Regions from separate parts of the Mus musculus genome. Here regions 1, 2, 3, 5, 6 and 7 are each linked to region 4. Evidence: chromatin contacts called from public Hi-C and promoter capture Hi-C data. All regions are on one chromosome and are shown on one strand. The core of a region is the stretch at or near the end of the contact, and the rest is flanking DNA. Distances in the headings are between cores, read along the strand shown. Region 1 holds the start of Zfp146 (zinc finger protein 146). Region 2 holds the start of Zfp428 (zinc finger protein 428). Region 3 holds the start of Capns1 (calpain, small subunit 1). Region 4 holds the start of Shkbp1 (Sh3kbp1 binding protein 1). Region 5 holds the start of Syne4 (spectrin repeat containing, nuclear envelope family member 4). Region 6 holds the start of Cadm4 (cell adhesion molecule 4). Region 7 holds the start of Irgq (immunity-related GTPase family, Q).

What was found. Promoter capture Hi-C pulls out the DNA fragments that hold promoters and counts their contacts. A called contact is a pair of places that touch in the nucleus more often than the background predicts. Capture Hi-C pulls out chosen DNA fragments and counts their contacts.
Region 1: a promoter capture Hi-C map of liver shows a contact between it and region 4, with 4 times the contacts expected there. The contact joins the promoter of Zfp146 here to the promoter of Shkbp1 in region 4. A contact is called at or near these places in 6 of 39 promoter capture datasets (the C10 cell line, cranial neural crest, hippocampal neurons and 2 more).
Region 2: a contact with region 4 is called in a promoter capture Hi-C map of second pharyngeal arch cranial neural crest. The contact joins the promoter of Zfp428 here to the promoter of Shkbp1 in region 4. A contact is called at or near these places in 2 of 39 promoter capture datasets (cranial neural crest and second pharyngeal arch cranial neural crest).
Region 3: a promoter capture Hi-C map of liver shows a contact between it and region 4, with 2.5 times the contacts expected there. The contact joins the promoter of Capns1 here to the promoter of Shkbp1 in region 4. A contact is called at or near these places in 5 of 39 promoter capture datasets (cranial neural crest, hippocampal neurons, liver and 1 more), 1 of 115 datasets of contacts at active chromatin or transcription factors (large pre-B cells) and 2 of 9 other capture datasets (adipose tissue and liver).
Region 5: a contact with region 4 is called in a promoter capture Hi-C map of adipose tissue, with 2.3 times the contacts expected there. The contact joins the promoter of Syne4 here to the promoter of Shkbp1 in region 4. A contact is called at or near these places in 5 of 39 promoter capture datasets (cranial neural crest, hippocampal neurons, liver and 1 more) and 1 of 9 other capture datasets (adipose tissue).
Region 6: a promoter capture Hi-C map of pre-B cells shows a contact between it and region 4. The contact joins the promoter of Cadm4 here to the promoter of Shkbp1 in region 4. A contact is called at or near these places in 6 of 39 promoter capture datasets (cranial neural crest, hematopoietic stem and progenitor cells, hippocampal neurons and 3 more) and 1 of 9 other capture datasets (liver).
Region 7: a Hi-C map of B cells shows a contact between it and region 4, with 7 read pairs. The contact joins the promoter of Irgq here to the promoter of Shkbp1 in region 4. A contact is called at or near these places in 2 of 39 promoter capture datasets (cranial neural crest and pre-B cells), 1 of 484 Hi-C or Micro-C datasets (B cells), 1 of 115 datasets of contacts at active chromatin or transcription factors (embryonic stem cells) and 1 of 9 other capture datasets (liver).

Annotation. Positions count from the first base shown.
Region 1 is chr7:30,168,419-30,171,452 of GRCm38.p6, forward strand. It overlaps Zfp146 (zinc finger protein 146), which reads right to left and starts at 1,323. Exons shown (of 2, transcript NM_011980.4): 1 at 1,241-1,323. It overlaps Gm5113 (predicted gene 5113), which reads left to right and starts at 1,457. Exons shown (of 3, transcript NR_157376.1): 1 at 1,457-1,796.
Region 2 is chr7:24,505,657-24,508,734 of GRCm38.p6, forward strand. It overlaps Zfp428 (zinc finger protein 428), which reads left to right and starts at 1,431. Exons shown (of 3, transcript NM_146183.2): 1 at 1,431-1,780.
Region 3 is chr7:30,193,775-30,197,000 of GRCm38.p6, forward strand. It overlaps Capns1 (calpain, small subunit 1), which reads right to left and starts at 1,379. Exons shown (of 11, transcript NM_009795.4): 1 at 1,232-1,379; 2 at 104-327. The coding sequence starts at 312.
Region 4 is chr7:27,354,323-27,357,466 of GRCm38.p6, forward strand. Shkbp1 (Sh3kbp1 binding protein 1) reads right to left here and starts at 1,686. Exons shown (of 18, transcript NM_138676.2): 1 at 1,549-1,686; 2 at 1,251-1,304; 3 at 1,079-1,124; 4 at 892-965; 5 at 404-462; 6 at 50-130. The coding sequence starts at 1,634. It overlaps Sptbn4 (spectrin beta, non-erythrocytic 4), which reads right to left. Exons shown (of 36, transcript NM_032610.2): 36 at 2,061-3,128. The coding sequence ends at 2,970.
Region 5 is chr7:30,313,405-30,316,409 of GRCm38.p6, forward strand. Syne4 (spectrin repeat containing, nuclear envelope family member 4) reads left to right here and starts at 1,412. Exons shown (of 8, transcript NM_153577.2): 1 at 1,412-1,682; 2 at 1,858-1,996; 3 at 2,826-2,969. The coding sequence starts at 1,555. It overlaps Alkbh6 (alkB homolog 6), which reads left to right. Exons shown (of 7, transcript NM_198027.3): 7 at 515-899. The coding sequence ends at 778.
Region 6 is chr7:24,480,470-24,483,834 of GRCm38.p6, forward strand. It overlaps Cadm4 (cell adhesion molecule 4), which reads left to right and starts at 1,554. Exons shown (of 9, transcript NM_153112.3): 1 at 1,554-1,693. The coding sequence starts at 1,630.
Region 7 is chr7:24,529,255-24,532,271 of GRCm38.p6, forward strand. It overlaps Irgq (immunity-related GTPase family, Q), which reads left to right and starts at 1,394. Exons shown (of 3, transcript NM_153134.3): 1 at 1,394-1,650; 2 at 2,130-2,661. The coding sequence starts at 2,132.

The DNA of each region.
Region 1 (3,034 bases), core at 73-2,572, 2.8 Mb after region 4:
TGTGTATGTGTCCAGCTTCAGTGATATTTAAAAAACTACTTTTGTTTCGTTTTTTTGTTTTTTGTTTTTACAATGTATCAACTAGTGGCAGCTATTCATAAATTTGAAAGCTACCCACTTGCAAATCTTAATCAGGTACTGCTTAACTTTTACCATTAGGAGAAAAGCCAAAGCTGCGGATGTCTTTAATGACTGCCACAGCAGGGAGAAGTAGTTTTTCACATGTGCTACACAATTCACAGAACTGTACTCGTGAAGGAGTTATGACATCTACGATATAGCACAGTAATCACTAAGTTTTTTTCAAAAAACTAAAAACATGGACCAGTGAGAGAGCTTGGGGGGGGGGGTGTGCAAAGGCGCTTTGCTTCCAAGGCTGACAACCTGGATTCCGACCCTAAACCCACATGATGGAGGACAGAACCGACTGTGGCAAGCATGCCCACACAAATAAATGTATATATATATATATATATATATATATGCTTTAAATGAGGAACTGTGCCTAACCTAAATCTAAATTAGACCCCTTAATCCTGGGTTTTTAGTGAAATGACGCTCTTCAAACCGAAACTCGAATTTGCCTAACAGCTCTATTAAAGTACCTCAAAAATCAGAAATGAAGTCTATGGCTGGCACCCCCGGGACAAACAATTCCAAACCAAATGTTTCCTTAATTAAGCATGACAGAGTAATCTGTATTCTACCTCCATTCATAAACAACCGCGTTTTAGTACACAGATCGTCTTTTAAAATCTAAACATGTTTACTAAGGCTTTCTGCACATATCACGAAATGCATTTGCGTATAAAACTCACCATCAATAAATACAGTTTTAAAAGTATTTAACCCTTAGCTTCATCCCACCTTTCAAGTAATCAAATAAAACGGATGCTCTTCGGGAAGATGGCCCCGTTATAATTATCAGCACTTTCGACTCGGGAACTACCGCGCAGACGTGATACTTCAACATGGGTCTCCTCATTGCCTCGTGAAGCATAGCCACCCACAATCCTACACCCAGCTCCACACCCACTCAATCATTCCAAATAGTGGGTCAAACTTTGCAGTCAAATTCGGTCTCAAACGCTCAAGCTTTCCTCAGAGGCCCCCACCTCCGCCTTCACCAAGATCCAATGCTCTTCAGCCCACTCCCTGAACCCCGCGCTACACCTCCAAAGATCGGAAACACTGCCCTCCAACCTCCCGAACCCACCGACCCAGGACGCCCAGATCCCACCTCCTACTTTGGCGCCACGTGGACACGACGGCCGTGCTGACCCGCGGACAAAGACCAAAATGTCCACTCGCTGCCCCTGCGTCTGCGCACTCAGGGAGTGAGTGAGCACTCCCAGAAGTCTCCGCGACATCTCAGGGCTTGTTCACTGAAGCCTAGCCAGGCTGTTGTCTATTATCAGCAATACTGCTTTTACGACTTTGGACTACACTTCCCACAAGGCACTGCGGGTTGCTTATCCGTCTCCCACGCACAAACCTGGCCGCCTCTTGTGATTTGGGGTTTCTTAGAGTAGATTGTTGTCACTTGGACCCAAATAAGCTCACGCCTGGTAAGATGTTTGGAGTGGGGACTTCCTCTTTGGTACTTCACGGGCGGCGTCTCAATAATACACTGAGCCCAGACCCCAAGGTGAAAGGACACCATCTTTGTCCGGGGCTGATGTGGCTATGGACTACGTTTCCCAGAGTCCATAGCGAGCTGACATTGTAGCTCAACTTTGATGAAACCTTTACCTTTGGCTGAAGCAGGATGCGCGCGCCTTCTACTGAGACCCAAGGTAAATGGTCTGGGGAGTACTGAACGGGGGTGGGGAACAGGCGTGTCCTGAACGGGGTTGTGCACGCTGAAGCAGGACTGGGCTGCGGGATTCTAATTGTGGTTTTGATTGTGGTGGTGACCGGTTGTCAGTGCTTACAAGTAGTGTGCTGTTGTAATCACCTGTCTCCAAGGTGTATATCTGATTGTTGCTGTGCAAACATATGTGATGTTATGTGTTCCGGGATCTTGTGGTTGTGGAAGTGGTATCCCGTGGTCCTGTAGTGTGTTGTGTGCTCGATAACCTTTATTCCTGGGGTTGTGTGGATATAGTTGTAGCTGTGACTGTGTATCTCTGGGTTAAGTGACCTTGTGTAGTACTGTGTGCAGTGTTCTGTGTCCGTGGCTCTGCGTCGGCAGTGCGTGAGTATCCTTGTGTTCTTGGAGAGAAGGGAGAAAGAAGGAGGAGGACTTTGTGACAGTGTGTAATACTGTGTGTATGCGGGTGTGGACTATCTTTGCTAAAGAGTGACTGGCCCCTGAGTGAATGTTCAGTTATGGCTGGATGATGCAGAGTACTGTGCCTTCTGCGTGCCACCATGTGTGATTGTGACTATGTAAGGAGGACCTTTAGGGATGTTAGGGAAGTGATTGTACCACAGTGGCAAGCAAACTGACTGGGATGCCTAGGTGGGTAAAGTTCTTGTGGCACAAGTCAGTTGTCATACTGTGTTTGTAATTATCCTGTAATCCAAGCTCCTACAGAATTCAGAGACAAGCATTTCCAAAACCTCTCAGATGAACTAGCTGGGAGTGTGTAGCAGTGATCAGACTACAAGGTAGAAGGCTAGAACCAACACCCAAGACTCTACTCTGCCCTCCACAAAAATGGCATTGCACACACATACCTGAATATGTGCACACACACAAAGTTAAAAAAATTATTTCTAGGGCTGGAGAGATGACTCAGTGGTTAAGAGGACTGGCTGGACTTCCAGAGGACCAGGTTTCAGCACCCATGTGGCAGCTCACAGCTGTCTGTAACTCTTGTTCCAGGGGATCCGACTCCCTCATACAAGCATACATGCAGGCAAAACACCAATGTACATACAATAAAAATAAAATAAATTATTAAAAATTTGTTTCTTAGAAAGTGAAGAGTTGGTGTGTGGATGTTTTCATGTGACATATCTTGCAGCAGCCAAATGTAGTGGGTCTGTGACTACTGTTTTGGCCCCAGCAGGTGCCGTAAAGTTTGGG
Region 2 (3,078 bases), core at 181-2,680, 2.8 Mb before region 4:
ACTCCAAAGCCCCAGGCACCCTCCACCCCATTTCCACCCAGAGCGCTGCATTTATTGAGACCAGTGCTGTGTCAATTTCCCTAAATCACTCAATCTGCAGGAGCTGTATCATCAAGGAAGGCCCTTCGGATTGGCATCAATACCAGGAGAGAGTGAGCTCGGAGCAGCAGGGACAAAGGGTTTTCCCGATGAATCGAAAGGCAAGATCAAAGCCTGAGACAGCAAAGGGATTACTGTGTTTGAAGTGCTGGGGATATGGACCAGATAAAACGGTGGGTGGGTCCAGAAGAGGCGTCAGGGACACAAGTTTGACTGGGAGACCAGGTGTGGGAGGTGCATACCTGCCACCCCAGCCTTTGGGAAGCTGAGGCAGGAGAACTGCAGGGAGTTGACGAAAACCACCCGGAGCTAGAGTGAGTTCCAGAATACACAAGGAGACTCTCAGAAACAAAGCAAAACACAACTATTCCTTTTCTGTGGTGTAATGGGACTCTAGAGTTTTAAATTGCTAGTGATAAAAGCATTCGGGAAGGAGAGGGCTGTAGGGATGGCTACAAATAGTCAGCATGAAGTTATGGCCCTTTAAAATTACCCACAGGAGCTGGGCTGGCTGCCATATGCCTGTAATCTCAACATTCAAGAGGTAGCGTTCAAGGTCATTTTCTTCGACCCAGGTGTTGGAGGCTAGCCTGAGCTACATGAGACTCTGCCTCAAAAAAGAAAAAAAAAAGAAAGAAAAGAAAGAAAAACAAAAAAAGAAATAAAAAAGCAAACACCTATAGCAGACTTTCTAATTGTGCTCCACGGAAAAGCTGCCTTGACTCCCTCTAAGAATGCAAGCACTACTTTGCCTCTGGAAATTTGCATCAGCTATTCCCTCTGCTTTTTGGCATTCTACTTGGCTCCAGTTCAGACCTGGCTTAAAAATCAGCCCTTGGAAGCCCTTGCAGAACCTCGAGCTGGGGCAGGCGTTTCTGGCATCCACGGCCTCCTGCCGTCTACCTCTCTCTCTTCCAGGTCTTGACAGTTCTAAGTATTTGTCTAATCAAATGTGGTTCGTTTTCCTTAGACTGGGGGTTCAGATCTCTCGCAACGCAGAAACCACGTGCTGTCCAGGAATTTATCCTAGGTGACAGGGACGTGAACGGGGTCCCAGACCTTCGGTAGTTTCGGGACAAGGTTGCCAGCCCACCACGATTAAGTCTGCAGTCCCCTACACGCATGCGCTTTATTTTTCCAGGTGCCCCCCCCCTCCCCATCCATATGCTAATCACTGCGCTCTGAAGAACAGCCTCTCCCGGGAATATGCAAATCACATCCTCCAGTGCGGGAGGCCTTCCTTTGTCCCGCGCTAGGATTATGCAAATGAGCGAGCCTCCAGCCCGGGGGATCCGGGCCGAGTATTTAGGCCCCCACTCTCCCCCCTCATTCCAAGGCATCCACTATTTATAAGGCGCGTTCGCTCTACCGCGCACGCACGCACGCGCGATTCTTAAAGCTTCTTCACCCTTCGGGCCGCAGACTGTACCAAGTCTAGCGGGGCCGTGAGCGGCAGAGCCCGCCACCCCCGCCGGCGTGAGCTCTACAGCCTTCGCCATCCTCTGAGCCCCTCTTCCCATCGACCTCCGGGAATGGTCCATCTGACCGCGCACGCGCCCCTCGCTCGCCCCTCGCTCGTTCGCCCGTTCGCTCGCCCGCTCGCCTAGCCTCCCGAAACGCAGGCGCAGTGCCCGGGCGTGCAGCCGCCACCGCCGAGCCTGATCCGGGGCCGCCGGCGTCGGTGAGTGTCCGAGCTTGGGGGGGGCCGCGGGGCATGCTGGGAAGCGGGCGATACAGCCCCGCTGCATGACGGGAGCCCGCGGCCGCTTGGCCGAGTGACCGGCCCGGGAGTCCCTTGCTTTCCCCAGCACGCGGCTCGGGACCCAGCACAGCTTCGCCTCGAGGCATTGTGGGAGCCCGTGGGCCAGGCGTTCTGGGCCTGGGGCATTCTGGGAAGGGCCTGGGCTCCTGGAGGGGACTTTTTTTTTTTTTTTTTTTTTTTTTTTCGTCGCACACGCCTTCTGTGAGAAGCCCCGGGGCAAGGAGCGTTTGGGTGCCTGGTGGTCGTTAAAGGCCCGAGGCATCGTGGGACGCTGTCACGGGGCATTGTGGGAGCTGATCTTTATTGTTTGGTACCGGGGTTTGTCCGAGTCCCAGTCCTACCTAGCGTTGTGCGGAAAGGTATCTATTGTGTTCACTCACGCACTGTGAGGCGTATGTGTGGGTGGGGTCCTGGCCACTCTGCTTTTGAGGGAACTGAGGCATACGGTTTCATGTAGCTGGGTTTTGGACCCACAATATCGCGGAGTACAACCTAGAATTTATAATTTACCAAGTGCTGAGTTCGCAGAGGTGCATCACCACGCCCAGCTGGCTTCCACCTGTCCTAATGCTTCCACTTGATATCCGGAACGTTCTGGAAGAAGCTTTATATAATGTGGGTTTGGAGAGGGATGGCTGTCCCCAAGTAAACCCCCAAGAAAAGTCCTAACAATCCTTGCTGTGATGGTCAAGTAGAATAATAGTTAAAGCCCAGTGTGGTGTCACGCGCCTATAATTCCTGCTGGGGCAGGAGGATTCGCTATTCTAGACCTGTTTTTTTTTTTTTTTTTTTTTTCCTTTTGGGGAGGGCATCAGATCTCAAAAAAAGAAGGGGGAGTGGGTTTATGGAATGGCTAATCCTAGGTATTGTTGCATGGAACACATATATTAAATATTTAAAATAGAAACAACCAGTTGTCCTCAGTTTTTCTTTGCTGAATGGTGCGAGTTTTTCCAAAAATAATGTATTACTACAGAATTAGAGGGGCCCAACATCTGATGATTAATCATGAGAGCTCTTCCTTGCCAGTCACTATTTCTCGGTCCTTCAAAGGCCTGATCCAGTATCTAGGTGTCTTTAGTAAATTCCCTATCCAATGATGCCACCTCCTCCTCTTGCTCCAGCCGCATTCCTCCAACAGCAAATTTGACATTTGGGCTTTGAACAGTGTGCTTTCTACCATTGTTTGTGCCCCCAGGCCCTAAATTCAGGCTTTG
Region 3 (3,226 bases), core at 129-2,628, 2.8 Mb after region 4:
TTTTCCGGTATGGATCAGCCCAGACTAATTAAGAATTCTCAGGTCGGACTCTAAGTGAGTCTTTATTATTTGGCCCGCCCCGCCCCTTCAGGCCCCGCCTTACCTGATGGCGCTAATGACTCCGCCCAGGATGCGCATGGCAGTTCCACCGCCTCCGCCACCTCCTCCCAGTCCCATGCCTCCACCGCCACCGCCGCCGCCGCCAGCAGCTCCGCTGATCAGGCCTCCGAGCACATTCCCCAGGCCCCCGCCCAGACCCCCGCCTCCCCCACCGCCACCGCCGCCCTTCAAGAACGAATTCACCAAGAACATGATCGCAGCTGAGTCCTGTAAAGTAAAAGGGGTGGGTCGGGTAGTGGCCTTGCCAGGAGCCCAGCCCTTCCCGCAAAAAAAAAAAAAAAAAAAAAAAAAAAAGCAAGCATTTCCGGCAACTAGATTGGGGAGGAAACTAAGGCCTCGAGATGGGGACAGAGCCTCTAGCTAGGGGTCTGGACAGGTGATAGGAGATGTGAAACCTCCTAGGGTCTAGAAAGTACCCTGGCCCAGGCTTGACTGCATATATATAGGCATGAGGACAGGGGTACAGCTGGGCGTGCGTGGTAGCGCTCTACTGTAATCCCAGAAATTGGGAGGCTGAGGCTGGAGGACCAGTTCAAGGCCAGCCTCGGCTACAGCGCCTGCCTGCTTTACCCTGTCTTGAGGCAGCGGGAAAACAGGGGATTCTCGTGTAGAAACCCTAAGGTGTGTAAAACCGAACGTGTCTCAGATCCAGGCCTTCCAAAATTAAGCTCAGGGTAGGGATGACCCAGGGCTGACCAGGAAGTTCCTAATGTGGATTAAGACATTCAGATACTCTCGACAGAGGGACTACACTGTCACTACGGGATCTGTGGGCTCCGGCCAAAAATTATGGCTGTGCGCCCGGAGGATCCTGGATAACGGAGTTCTTCCCACCGCAAATGGGAACCACGATCTCGGATTGTGGTTCTAGACGCCCAAAATAATTTCCGGGTATCTCTCTGATCTTTGGGCTTATATTTTTTGGTCGTCAGATCCGGGATGGTAAGGAGTGTTCTGGAGGGGCTGACAGGCCCGATGGTTCGAATCTGAGAACACCGGTCCTAGGACCCCCCAAGGGCCAAGACTTTAGGGTCTCGCCAGATCTGAGGACTACGGATTCCGGATCTACAGGGTGCAGGGGTGCTGGACTGGAGTGTCCCGTCTCACTTACGGATCCGGCGGTCCGCGGTCTTGCTCGCCTGCTGCAGGGCCTCCGCTGTGTCCGGTTCGGGAGGGCGGGGCCGGTGACTCAGGCAGCTACTCCGGGTTAGACCCTGCCGCCACCCAGCCGTCGTCTGCGCGGTCCTAGAGCCTCCATTGCAGACTGCGCCTGCGCGGGAGGGTTATGGTTGCAAGTCTCTGCTTAGCTCATCCGTCCCCATACACACACTGCTGGAAATTCAACGCTGTCCAGATTAAATAGCTTTGAGTACGAATAAATTATTCTAACGCCCAGGTACTGGAGCCTCCAGGAACTAGATACAGGGTACCCGGTCACCGTTGCAGTATATAGTTGCAAAAAAGGACTTCAGTTGTCATTCATTCATTCATTCATTGTGCACTTTGAGACAGAGGTTTGTTAAACATCCTCTAAATGATGACCTAAAGCCCTAGCTAACCTCGAACTTGAAACAATCCTCCTGCTTCTGTTTCCCGAATGCTAGGAATCTACATCTTAAGTTTACCATCAGTTTGTGCCTCTCACCCAGGTCGCTGTTGGGCTTCTAGTCTGGCTGTCTGGCCACTCCCTAGGAACTATATAAACCTCGGTTTGAGTCTTTATTGCTCATCCCTAAAACAGTGACCTGGTGTCTCTGAGTAATGACCTCCTCATGTGTAAGGCGGGAACATAGCCAGGCGTGATGACACACACCTGTAAAACCAGCACTGGGAGGTGAGGGCAGGCAGCCATTCTCAGTACATAACAAGTTTGTGACCGGCTTGGGCTACATGAGACCCTAGAGGACACTAGGGTAAGCCCCTATCAGAATTAAGTGATAAATACATAGTAAATGGCAGCTCTTCTGTTAGTCCCTATGTCGCCATGTTGTTCCCTCAGCTGGGAGCTCACCTGGTTCCCTTAGCTCGTTTACTCTTGCTCATCCTTAAACAACATCGACAAATACCTGCCGGTCCCTAAATACTCTCCACTCACTAGGTTGTGTGTCCTCGAAGCAGGCCTGTGGGATAGGTCTGTTATTGTCCCCATTCTATGTATAAGTAAACTGAGGTTAAACAACCAGTCTGCTTTACCTGTTCAAAGAATCTCCGATAACTTAATATGATAATCAGTCAAATAAGATCTCAGCAGACAAGACCGTAATTGCACTAACGCCACCTAAGGGCTTGCTGGGACCAGGCCAGGTAATCATTGCTCAAACCTGTGTGTGTGTGTGTGTGTGTGTGTGTGTGTGTGTGTGTGTGTGTGTGTGTGAAGCAAGATTTAACCTGTCGAAACCGGAAACTCTAAAAGGCGGGAGCACAGAGGGTGGCGACCCAGGCCTAAGCCTTAGCGGATAAATCATTTGGTGATGACTAATGTGGATTCCCTCTCTGCCACACCCCTCCCTGCCACACTGAGCAGTCTGACCTCAGGCTCAACTCGCTGGCATAAGCCCTGTCCTCTGCCTACAAATACTCCTGTGTTTGGACTTGACTGTCTGTGTCCTCCACTTTGGACCAGAGCTCAGACATCTCTCATTTGGGAAGACCTCTTTGTCCTCACATCCACCCAAGGCTTGAAGAGGCTGCCAGCTTCATGCCCTCAGACCAACAGTAAACATGATGACACATGCCCAGGCCTCAGAAGACTCAGGCAGGCGAGCTACACCACAGGGTCTTATCTCAAAACAACGATTTAAAAATACTTAAGGGAGCCTATCGTGGTGGCACTTGTCTTTGATCCCAGCACTCAGGGGGCAGAGGCAGGGAGAACTCTGAGGCCAGCCTGGTCTACACAGTGAGTTCCAGAGGACAGACTGGGCTACATGGTGAGACCCTGTCTCAAACAAACAAAAGAAGGTTCATGGGAGTTTTGCTTGGGGATGGCTCAGGGGTCAAGAGTCTTGACTGTTCCTCCAGAGGACCCGGGTTCAGTGCTGAGCACCCACATCAAGCAGCTCCCAAGTGTCTCAAGTCCAGATCTAGGCTCCCTCTTCTGGCTCTG
Region 4 (3,144 bases), core at 436-2,935:
AGTCTTTAAGCCAATCTCCCTCTCCCTAGCATCAATTGGGAGTGCTCACCTGGAGGAGGTAGATAACCATTGAAGAGGACATTTCCGCAGGAAGATCGATCCAACTCTTCCCTCACCTGCAGGCGACGAACTGCAAGGGAAGGACTCAAAACTTCATCTTGAGGGAAACTAAAGCAGACCCTTGTCCCCTTCCTCATCTGTCTTTCCACGTAACTATCCCCTCCCCCGCAACCCCGACCCCTTCAGAGCCAGACCCAAATCCGGTGCTCTTAGCTCTAACCCAACAGTCTTTTTGACTGGGAGAGTCAAAGAGGAGAGGCATTCTGCTCAGGAAATAACTGAGGGTGCTGACTGGGGGCGGGGTTGGGGTGGGGGTGGGGCACGGCACGGGACTCTCACTTACCCAGTGGAGTGAGTCCGTAGAATTGGGCTTCATGGAGGAGGCTGGAACCATGGACACCCCTGGGTAATAGGGGAGATTTGGGTGTAAAAATCTAGGGCATAGGCATGAACAGCACATTGCAAGGAGAAAGGTATTGAAACTGCCCAGAGACTACCGAAGCCTGGCTAGTTTCAACCGGCGTAAAATTCTAGGGAGGTTGAGGGTGGGGTACACCTGCCAATCCAAGACATGGGAGATAAAGACTGGCCTGATCTGGATGGAGTTCTAGACAGCCAGGGCTACAGAGCAAGGCCTTATCTCAAGCCAACAAACAAATACATACTTTCTTTAAAATCTAGATAACAAGGATGAAGAATGGTGCAAATGTGTGGGCATATTTTAATGGAAGGAATATAACATGATCAATAATTCTAATAGAATGGAACACATTTACTTTTCGAGGAGAGATTTTATACAGTGGCAGAATTCACCCATTTACCCATACCAACCTGGGATCTAACTCTTTGGTCCGCAGGAAATTAAGGATGGGGGCAAAGACGGTGGGGTCCCGGTCGATGAAGATCTGCATGGTGGGGTGGGGATGGAGGTGGGGGTCATGGAAAAGACCTGGAATAAGTAGGAGCTCCTGTCCCCCATCCCACCCGGAGTCCCGTTTTTTGATCTAGCCCTACTCACAGCTCCGGTCTCATCTTTCAGGGTTGAGATGCGTCCGCTCAAAAGACTACAGGAAGGGGAAACCGAGGAGGAGACATGGGCCGAGTTGCAGAGGTGAGTATTGTAGAAATGGGTCTCCCCACACCCTCTTCTTTCATTCCCTCCTACCCTCGCCCCAGACTCTCCTAATCACCTGGAAAAGAAGGAGTCTGGGATCCAGGTAAGCGTCTGGCGAGAGGTACTGAACCTGGGCGATGGGGTAAGGAGAGGAAAGAGAAGAAGAGGTGAGGACGCTGCCTCCTCCACTGAGATTCATGCATTCTCCTTTGGCATTTCTTTCTTTCTTTCTTTCTTTTTTATTCAAGCGCCAAGCCTCCAGCTTGAGGCGGAGCAATTCTTGATGGACAGGGACTACCACCCCCACCCCCAGAAGAGGCGGGCATCCCGCCTCGGTCCCGTAGGATGGGGCCTCGAGGATCTCCCACACTCACCGCTTGCCCCCTACGTTCAGATGAATCACTTCCCCGGGTGCTCCCCGACTCGGGACCCCCTCCACTGCAGTCGTCGCGACGGCCATAGCCCCACCCCCCCGCAAGCCGGCCGGCTCGCACCCACTTCCGGGTGTGCATAGACCCCGCCTCTTCCTCTTGCTCATTGGCCTAGAGACTCCAGGATCCACCGGCGATTGGACAGAGAGCTCGCTCAACGCAATTACGGTCTCTGACTCTTTAAAGAGGGCCGGTCTTTCCTGGTTTCGACGGGGCGCACTTGGGGATCCTTTGGAGTGATTTAGTAACTCCCCCCCCCCTTTTCTAGGTTCCCTTATTTTGGTATAATACATAACGAATGTAGGCGATTCGTTGAGGAGTACGTGCGCAGATCTTGAAATGAGCCTATACCAAGGCTTAGGTATTTGTAGAGTCTAGGAGACTGCCTTCTCGACCTCGTCCCCACACCGGCCCACCCTCCAATCCTGTCTCGGATACACGAACAAACCAGCGAAGACTGTCAAAGCCAAAGGGTTTATTATAGGTACATACAGTGTGCGCCTGCCACACCGCCCCGCACCCCCTGCCTTGGCAGCGTCTCCAAGCAGCCACGGGGGTTGCCTGTAACCCTGATTCCCTCCGTCCCAGGGAGGTGCTCCAGCCAGAAGCATGCAGGGGGAGGGCTTTCCCACCCCCTCCCCCTCGGGAAGTGGCATTTACAGCTAGAATCGGGGAGGAGAGAGGAAGACAGTTTTGAACTTTGACTCCCCTCCTATTAAAAGCCTTCGCGGATGCGGGGCGGGGGGAAGGAGGGGGGGTCTACGTTTTTGCAAAAATAAACTAAGTCAGGAATTAACCGCATGGCTCTGAGATGGCGGAGTACAGGGGCTAAGGGCCCCTGTCCTCCCTCTTCCCAGACAGATCAAGGCAGCATTGGAAGTGAGGTAAAGGCAGGGAGGGAGTGTGTCCCCTCCCCACCCCCTAGCACCCTGGATGGTCCAGGGGACCTCACCAGCGCCCCCGTTGTCCATCCTTAGGGCGGAGAGGAGGCCAACAAATCACCACCTCCTAGATCCCTCGCCACTCCAGCTTCTTGGGGCAGGATCTGACGATTGGGCAGGGAGCTTGGCTCAACTGGCTCCCTGCCCGGCCCCACCAAGCTCAGTTATTGCATAAAAAGAATGGAGCCCCAGCACCTGGGGTGGGGTTGGCGAGCGGGAAGGGACCGAGATATGGCTATAGGGACAGCAATCCCCTACCACCACCTCTTGGAGTGCAGAAGTCCCTTCTATTTCAGGCCCACAGTGGCACATCCGCAGTCATTCCGGCCCTTGCGGATGAGAAGTTGTCTTTGTGTCCACAGTGCAGAGAGGAGGGGCAAGGAGACTTGTCAGACTCCAAGGTGGGGGAAAGGGTACCTGGAATCACTTCCGGCGCCCGCTGGCCCTACGCTCCCCGCCCTCACGCTTGGGGTTGCCCTCATCTGTGGATGATGTGGTAGGTAGTGTCTGACCCCATCGGGCGATCTCGGCGTGTTCTGCCACGGAGTTAGCCACAGCCTCCAGCCAGCCGTTCATCTCCTCCTGACGGAAGACGCAG
Region 5 (3,005 bases), core at 162-2,661, 3.0 Mb after region 4:
TCCGAACACCCTGGCCAGATGTTAGCTCCACTCCCTAAAGTTCCGTCTTTTCCATCTCTTCTACCCAGGCAGGCTTGCTGTAATACCATTCCTGAGTAAAGCCTCCCTAACAGCCAGAGTCCCGGGATAGGCCATTCCCTTTAACCTCTGTATTAGAGCCTGACCCCAGCAGTGCACCCCCAGATTAGCTCTGCGTAAGTATCCCTAGGACTGCCCATGTCTGTCCCAGCCCCTCAGATGCCAGCTGAAGCTCCCACAATGTAGTAGCCCTTTATGTCTTAAAATGCAGCATAGGCCCTGTCTCCTCCCAAAGAACTGGACACACACACACACACACACACACACACACACACACACACACGGCGGGCCAATAGTCTTGTCCCCAGAACCTATAGATTACCACTCCTGAGGGCCTGCTGACCCTTGTCCCCTGACCAGCTACGGATGCCCGCTGACTTTTCACACACTCCCAAACTCTGGATATCCATTTACCATTATCAACTGATTCCCGCAGCCCAGGCCTCCTCAACGGCCCATCACCTCGCTGCTGGTGGAACCACGGAGCCTGCTGGTGCTCCGGGGCACAGCTTACACACGCCTGCTCCACGGCATCTCAGCTACCCGTGTGGATGAGCTGGACGCCACCTCGCTGCCACCCAATGCCACCGCTTGCAAGTCAGCGCTGCCCGGAGCCCACCTGGTGCGCGGCACCCGTGTCTCACTGACCATTCGCCGCGTGCCCCGTGTGCTGCGCGCCAGCCTCCTGCTGAGCAAGTGACCACCAGGTTCTAAGACCTTGGAACCCTAGGGCAGAGGTAGCTGTCCAGGGTTATTTATTTCCCCAGTAACTATGGAAACCATGGAGAAGACACCATTCCAAATAAACAGAAAATACCTTTACTCGTTTTGGATTTTTTTTTTTTTAACTAGATGGGAAGAGATACTTCAGTTTCTTTCTCTCTGCCCCCCCCTCCCCCTTCAATACTGGAGATAGAACCTAGGGCTTCTTGGATGCTAGACAAATGCTGTACCACTAAACTACAACCCAGGCAACAATTGCATTATTTTTTAGTTTTGCAATAGGGCTTCCATAAGTTGCCTAGGCTGGCCTTGAACTTGAGACCAGCTTGCCTGAGGTGACAGGCTTTAGCTGCCAGGTGCTGGGACTTTTTTTCAGTATCCTTATACCTGAGACTTTAAATGAATGGGACGGGCCCTGAGACACAGGTGTCCCTGAAGGTGACAGGATCCAAGGTCTTGAGATGGGTGACGTTTTCTCTCAAAGCCCCACGATGGCGAGCGGGTGGTATTGGAAGGTTTAGGTTCTCCTGCTGGGGAGGAAGGAGTTAAATGCCTCCGCACCTCAGCCAGGCATCAGATTTCTCTAGTCCAGGTTCTTCCAGGAAGGGGTGGAGCTAGGCTGGCCCCTGGGCCCCTCAGTAGCCTCGGACTTAGGCTGTGAGTCCTGCTGAGAAAGCATGGGGGTCTGGACTGTCTAAGAAAGCGGCTGCTGTTACTGGACATCCTCACCTGACGATCCCCAAGTGCACGGCCATGGCCCTGGTTCCACCTCTTGGCCGTGAATTCCCGCCAGAGCCTGTGAATTGTCCCCTGGCAGCTCCTAGAGAGCTGGATGTTGTCGGAGGGACCATCTGCCCTGCACCTGAGGAAGAGACAAGCAGGTGGGGACTGGGGCTTGATAGTGGTTCCGAAGGAGGGAGGGAGGGAGGGAGGGGTCTGTGGGAAGGGCCATGTGTGACTGACTGAAGAAGGACATGGAGAAAAGTGGGCATATGGTGAGGTGGAAAAGGAGACACTGTGCCTCACAGGTGGCCCATCAACCTTTCTCCTCTCTAGGCCAGAGCAGGTCCAGGCCTCCTTGGGCCTGCCTGAGCATTGCATGGGTGAACTGAAGAGCACTGAGTCTGCCACCAGCCCCTCAAGACTCCCCCTGGCCTCTTCCCATGAGCATCAAGACGGGGGCAAGCCCTGTGAGGTGAGCTGAGCACACCCTCTGTTCCAGTCCCACTTCCTGTCTGTCCCCCGGAATCTGCCCCTTGCTCAGATGATATGATTCTGGGGGGTGCTGTGGAGGAAGGGACACCGTAAGGACATCTGGTTGCCAATCAGTATTTCACTTATTTTTAATCGTTTTGTGTATTTACTCTGTGTGCCTAAGTGTGAGCAGGGATACAGGCACATCATGCGTGCCGGTGCCAGTGTCTCTCAGTCACTTTCCACTATGTGACAGAGTCTCCCATTGAACCTGGCTAGGGTGGCTGGTGAGTGAGCGCCACGAATCTGCCTCCAGTCACTGACCAGCCGGTGCCACATGCTTGGTTCTTTGAGCACTTGCTTGTACAGCAAACATTTTATCAACTGAGCCATCTCCCCGGTTCCCCCGACCTCCTTATTTGAGATATGCTTTCACTGTGTAGCTCAGGCTGCCCTTGAACTTTCAGTTCTCTTGCCTCAGAGAACTGGAGTTACATTTTATCATCTCCAAGCTGGACATATTTCCACGTTTTACCAAGTAGGAAATGAGAATTTTATTAATAACCCCATTCCTTTTGGGGGTACTCTGCTCCATTATCCTTCCTAGTTTAGACCCATATAAAGACCTTTCTAGAAGGCTCGGGAACCTGGAAATCTTAAATTAGATGTCTTCAGCCTTGGTGTAAAGGGCTGCCAAGTGGGAGCAGCCCAAATGTTGGTTCTCGAATGGGTGTGGCTTCAGAGAAACATCCACAAGGCAGCAGCCTGCTTGGGAGTAGGGGTAGTGTCTTGGCCCATTGGCCCTGATTTTGGTCCCCTGGAATCTCCAGCACTCTGACTCTGGTTTGGAAGTACTAGAAGCTGAACAGGACAGTCTACATCTTTGTCTGTTGAGGTTGAACTTCCGGCTGCAGGACCTGGAACGAGGCCTTGGGTCTTGGACGCTGGCCCACAACAGGATTGTCCAGATGCAGGTAGGCAGTGGGAGGCCAGGTTATAGGGGAGTGGGT
Region 6 (3,365 bases), core at 304-2,803, 2.9 Mb before region 4:
TAGACCCTGAACAAGTATTCCCGAAACAGTCTCTCACCTCGCTCGCATCACAGAGATGAGCGGCTTTGTACTCCGTCCCCTAATCTACGTGGTGAGCCGAGAATTGGGAAGAAATGCAGCTGCTCACAGCTGTGGGTGGATATGGAGCTACGGTAGAGAACAGAGAGGCTGCTGGGAGCCTTGGTCCTTGAAACAAGATGCTAGGAGTTTTGGTCCTGACATAAGAGTTGATGAATTTGGGACTAAAGACAGAGAGGATGCTGGGAGCTAGGCACTGGACAGGAAGTGTGTCATGTGATGATGACCCTTGGTTGACCTGGATATACAACAGTTTAGAAGTGATGGAGAGAAAATAAAAAGCCGAGCTTTTCAGAATGGGCATATGTTGACCCAGTTTACCTGCTGTCCCTGAGTCCTGTGAGAGGCAGAGGCCACCAGCACCTCACTTTCTTCCTCTTCTTGGTCCTATGAGTCATAAGCCTGCTCCAGGCCTTCAGGTGGCCACAGGGGTGGGTTCAGGGGAACCCACACCCAAGAAGAAAAAAGAGAGCAAAGTTTGGAGGGATGAGTCAGCCCCCCAGGATGAGGAACAGAACCTGAAAGGCAGAGTCACACAGACAGACTTGACTGGACAGTGTGGGAAAGAGTACAGCGTCTGGATGCCATACCTGGAAGATTGCCCCAGGCAGGGGCTTCGCTCTCCCCAGGGCCTAGGGTTAAGACTTCCTTCCAGTCTGGTTAGCTTTCTGGAGGCCCCTCCCAGGGAAAGAAGACTGAAACTTGGCGAGTCATGGTCAGGACTAGAGGGAGGGAGCGGACACTATTCTATGCCCTGCCCAAAGAAGTCCATACCTGCTCAGCCACCCGCTGCTGCCCAGCCTCTCAGTCTTTCCCTGCCCACATTCACTGTGGCATCATCACACTCCTCTCCCCCAAAGCTCACACTCACAGCACACGCCAGCACCCCGCACCTTCGCGCGCTTCCGAGCATCGCCCTCTCGCGCATCTCCCAAGCATCTCCCACGCACCCCCTATGGGTTTCCCAAGCAGCTTCTGCACAACCCCCGTGCATCTTCCCCGCATCTCCCGTGTGTCTTCTATACATTCCCCCGTGCATCTCCCGCGCCTCTCCCACGCATCTCTCGTGCATCTTCCGCGCACACTCCGGTGCATCTCCTGCGCATCTTCCCCGTGTCTCCCGTGCAGCGTCCTCTAGGGAGCTCCGCTAGTCCAGGCTACGCCTGCGCGCACACGCACGCACACCTTTGCACCTTCACACGACCCTCACGACCTTCCGCTCTCCCAAGTCCTCCCCCACTGGCTCCCACGACGCCGTCACGCTCACGCCCTGCCCTCGCGCCCGGGTCCGCATGCTGTCCTGCTCTCCCACCCCCGTGCGCGCCCTTCCGCGCTCCCGTCCTCCCTCTCCCCGCATTGTCTGGGCCCCTCTGTCCCCGTCCGGTCCCCGCCCCTTAGCTGACGCCACGCCCACCAAGGCGCGCAGTGGGCGGAGCAGAGGGCGGGACTGGACTCGGGGGCGGGGTCGACGGCGCGGGAGGTGCAGGTGCCGGGCCGGGAGCGAGCGGCGGCGGCGGTGGCGGCGGCGGTGGCGGCGGCGGCGGCGGCACCATGGGCCGGGCCCGGCGCTTCCAGTGGCCGCTGCTGCTGCTGTGGGCGGCCGCGGCGGGGCCAGGTAGGGTGACGGAGGTGGGGGCCGGGTCGGTGGGCTGGATCGGGGTGACGAGGGAGGTGTGCGTATTGCGGTCGGGTTGGGGAGGGGGTCTCGTCGCTGTGACAGCTGGGTCGCCTGGGGGCCTGCAGAGGCCGGAACAATGCGCTGCGTGGGGGGGGGGGGCTGCGGGAGACCCTCGTCCCCGGGACAAAGCGCAGCGCGGGCCAGGAGCCCAGAGCCGCGGGCAGGGGAGGGGGGACGCGGGCCCCGGCCGCCGTGCCGCAGCCCCCCCACCCCGCACAGGCCCCGATCCCGCGGGGACAAAGGGCCCGAGACCCTCCCTCCCCCTATGTCCCCAAGCCCTCCTTCTCCAGGCCGGTCCCACTGTCCTTCGGTCCTAGTCTTTAGATCTCTCTCTCTCTCTCTCTCTCTCTCTCTCTCTCTCATTTTCCCCCAGCCCTTGTCCTCTGTCCCTCAGTCTTCAAGTCCTGTCCTTCCTTCCCTCTGTCCTCCTTTCTCCTTGTTTCCCCCTTCCCGTTTCTCCACGCCGCCTTTGTCCCCCACCTCTGTCCCTTTTTCCTGGGTCACTCTGCCTGCCCCCCATCCTCTATTCACTCTGCCGCCTCCTGTGCTGCTGTCGTCCCTCTATGTCCCCATTCACCATCTCTCTCCCCGTCTCCTTGACATCCTGTATCTCTTCCCTTCTCTGTCCCCTATCATTCTCCCATTTCTCTAGCAGCCTCTGTTGCCTAGCTGCCTCCTTTCTCCTCTCTACCCCACTGTCTCCCTCTCCCCCAAATCTGCTTCCTCTCTCCATGCATCCTCCATCCTCCTTTTCCCATCTCTGTATCCCTCCTCGCTCCTGGAGAAGAGTGGTGTCAGGCAGGGCAGTGACAGTATAGATGTGTGAAGTGGCATATAGGGAACATTGGCATGTGAGCACACACGTGGATTCCACAAATGTCTCCCCCAAACCCTCCCACCCGTTCACACATCCAAGCCACACTTCACAGAAGAGCCCCCTCCAGGACATCCACATGTCTTTCTCACTCACTATGGGAATCTGGAGGACCCCCCAGCCCCCACCCAAGACACGGTGACCCTGAGGCTGGGGACAAGGTCAGGAAATGTCACCTGAATGCTCACACTTAGAACCCTGTGTTTCTTATATCCACCATGGGACACTCCCCTGCGGTGGGTCAAGTTACTTTGCCCAGGAATCCATCATGGGGAGGCTGCTGGTGAGCAAAGGCAGGGCTGAGGTCTCCTATAGGGAGTTGAGAATTGGGACCAGGTGGCCCAGCCCTCTTTCCTGGCTCCAGTTCTATCCAGTGAGAGTGTTGAACCGGATCCATGTCTGACAATGTGAGGGAGCTTCTAAGTTGAGTGCTGCCACACCTGCCACCCCAAGCAAGGGTTGCCGCTGAGGACAAGGCTGGGGGCAAAGCCGACCTTAGAAGTTCTGCCTTTCTTCTGCAGACTTCTGTAGTTGCTTCCTAACTTTCATCAGACCCTCCTTTGCGACGAGCATGCCCCAATTTCCCAGGTGTGAGCTTGGGACTCTGGGTACATTTCCATCTGTTTTTTTCTTTCTTTCTTCTTATGCATTAAAACCAGGCTCTTGGGATCCTGCGATCAGTGAGTCCAGTAAACATAGAGCCCGAGGCTACTTCAAACGTTGACACCCCGATGA
Region 7 (3,017 bases), core at 144-2,643, 2.8 Mb before region 4:
GTGAGCTGTGATGCCCGTTTTGGTTTGTTTATTAAGACAAGATTTGTCTGTGTAGCCCTGGATGTCCTGGAACTTTCTCTATAGAGCAGGCTGGCTTCAAACTCAGTGAACGGCCTGCCTCTACCTCCTAAATTCGGGGATTAAAGGTGTGCTACCACCATAGCCCGTGTTGCACACGTTTGCTACGGGAAACTGAAGCATAGTCATATTGAAAGTCTAGGGGGAAAGTGGGACAAGAACCCTGGGGACTCATTCCAGGTAATGATATTGCCAGTCACACCCCACAACCCAATCTTCGCCTGGCAGCCCTTTATTCCTCTAAATGTCGTCCTGCTTCTGTTTGTGTGCCCAAATCAAGGGAAATAATTTTGATCATGAGAGGAGGTCATTCCTGGCAGGTAGTCACTGCGGCCACCTGTAGCAGGGCGGGGCGTCGAGATATGGAGGTCCCTTTAGTGTCTGTCACTCCTGCACCCAACCCCTCTTTCTGGCAGTACTCAAAGAGGTCGTCTCCTGGGCTGTCTGGACTCCATTCCTTGGGAGACGCTTGCCCTCTACAGTGTCTTCAGGGCGATGTTCTGATATGAAAGAGAGAGGGGGGGGGCGTGGCTGCCACCAACCTTAGTGGGCCTCGCTCTATTTTTTGACACTCACTGAACTCTAATGACACTCTCACTAGAAAAGCTTCAGCAGTCTCACATGGGAGACTCCTCGGGTTTGTGACACCTCGGTCTTCAAGCCCCTGTGTCCTCATCTTCACGAAACCGAATTCCCTCGAAGGTGGAACTCTTGGTCTTTCTTACCAGCCCCATCCTAGTTTCTCACGTGTCAACCATAACCCCCGCACAAGCAGTGGTGCTCACACTTGAGCCCGCCTTCTCCCAGGAGACATCCTTCTCTGACATTGATTACTGTTTCACCGTAGTCACCGCCGCCCGCGTTCACTAGTTCATTTCTGGATCACGCTGCTCCCATGCACTGCCTTCTGCTCTTAGTTCTTGATGGTCACGGACGCCTCTTGCTTTCCTCCCCGAAGACTGTCCCTTAGCTGCGCCTGACAGTTGGTCGCCACAGCTCTGCCACCGGACGAGAGCGGGATAGTTTTTCCTAGTCTCCAGACTCCAGTGATCTGTTGCACCACCATTGTCCCCGAGTCAGGTTCAAGGTTGCAGTCCGGCACTAATATAGTCACGGCAGGCAAGTCTTCGCAAGGGCAAGTGGAGAGGTCCTTTTCTGTACAGGGGTGCGTGATGATGACGTTGGTTGTGTGCTCCGTACAACGCTAAGCTTACTGCGTGGGCTCATCGCTTCCTGTCCCCCTTTGCCGTACAAACCCTGCACGTACTGCGCAGGCGTATTGGTTGCTGGTCTTGGTGGGGCACCGCCCCAAAACTTTCTGCGCACGCGCATGGGTTTTATTGTGCCTTTGCCCAAACAGCCTTAGCTAGAAAGAAGGAGCTGCCAAAAATTCTTCCTCTCCGCAGTGGCACTCCAAGACACACCGGTCTTGGAAGGAATGACGTCAGTATAGAGCCACCTGAAGGAGTCCGGATGTTTCTAAATCCGGACACTCCTGCCCCTTCAGCCTCCGTCAGCTCGTCTTAAGGGGCTGGGCCTCTGTGCTCTCCAGGCGTGTCACCTCTCTGATCGGTTGGTGATTTGGAATGGGGAGGGGAAAGACCATTCTCGAGTTTGGCAGTCAGGTTTTTGAGGGTTTTTGTTTTCCTTCTTCTGTTTCTTCTTTTTTAAATAGAGAAATGCATTCGTGTGGAGAATGGGCATATACCTGGCTCTCCCAGGAATAGGCCCTGGGGGTTGAGTTTCTAGGTCCTGCAGCGTGACACTGGAGAATGGAAGTAGAGGACAGGCTGGAGGACTGAAGCCTGGATCTACAGTGAATCAGTTAGGAGAGGGTGTTGATTGGTGTGGGGGAGTGCGACGCCTTTAATCTCAGCACTCTGGGAGACAGAGGGGAGAGGATCGATCTCTTGAATGTCAGGCCAGCCTGGTCTACGTAATGAGTTCAGGCCAGCCAGGGCTACACAGCGAGACGCTGTCTTAGAAAAGAAGCAAACAAAAAGTCTTACGTGCTCCCTGACCAATTTCTTTCCCCGCCTCTTGCTTTCCAGCAATGCCTCTGCCTCAGGGTGACGTGACTGCCTTATTCCTGGGGCCTCCCGGCTCGGGAAAGTCCGCCCTGATCGCCGCGTTATGCGGTAAGAATGTGGACACGGTAGAGATTCCCGATGGACGGCAGGACTCTGGAGTCCCCAGCCTGAGAGCTGCGGCTCCGGGCCTCTTCCTGGGTGAGCTGAGTTGCCCACCCGCAGCTCCCGGGCCCTGGGCGGCGGAGGCCAACTTGCTGGTATTGGTGCTACCAGGATCTGAGGGGAGCGAGGAGCCCTTGACCCCAGCTCTGGGAGAGGCAGCGCGAGCCGCCCTGGCTAGAGGAACCCCGCTGCTGGCTGTCCGGAATCTGCGCCCTGGAGATTCCCAGAATGCAGCTAAAGCCCGGGATGAGACTGCAGCCTTGTTGAACAGTGCTGGGTTAGGAGCTGCGCCTCTCTTTGTGCCGCCGGCGGATTGCAGCAGCAGTGACCGCTGCGAGGAGCTAGAGCGCCTGCAGGTGGTGCTGCGGACCCAGGCGGAGGCGCTGCAGAGGTGAGGGGACAGTTCGGGCTGGATGGGGTGGCCTTAGATCCAACTCAGCTACGGAGGTCTTTAAAGTTCTCGAGCCCTGTTCCTAGAGTGTTAGACGCAAGCTTTTCTTGGCTGCCCATTCGTCCATACCCTACTTATTTGCGTAGGACAGCACCCACCACACCCATGAGCACAGAGTTTGAGATCATGGAGACTCTGCCATAAGCAGGGATCACTTTTCTGTCGTTTAAAGCCTGCACCGTCAAGGGTCAACTGGAAAGCCCACCACAAAGGTCCTGTTTCGTGCAAGCTCTCTGGCATCACAAGCCCAGATATATATATATATATGCAAATACTTGTGTCAGACAAGATGCTGG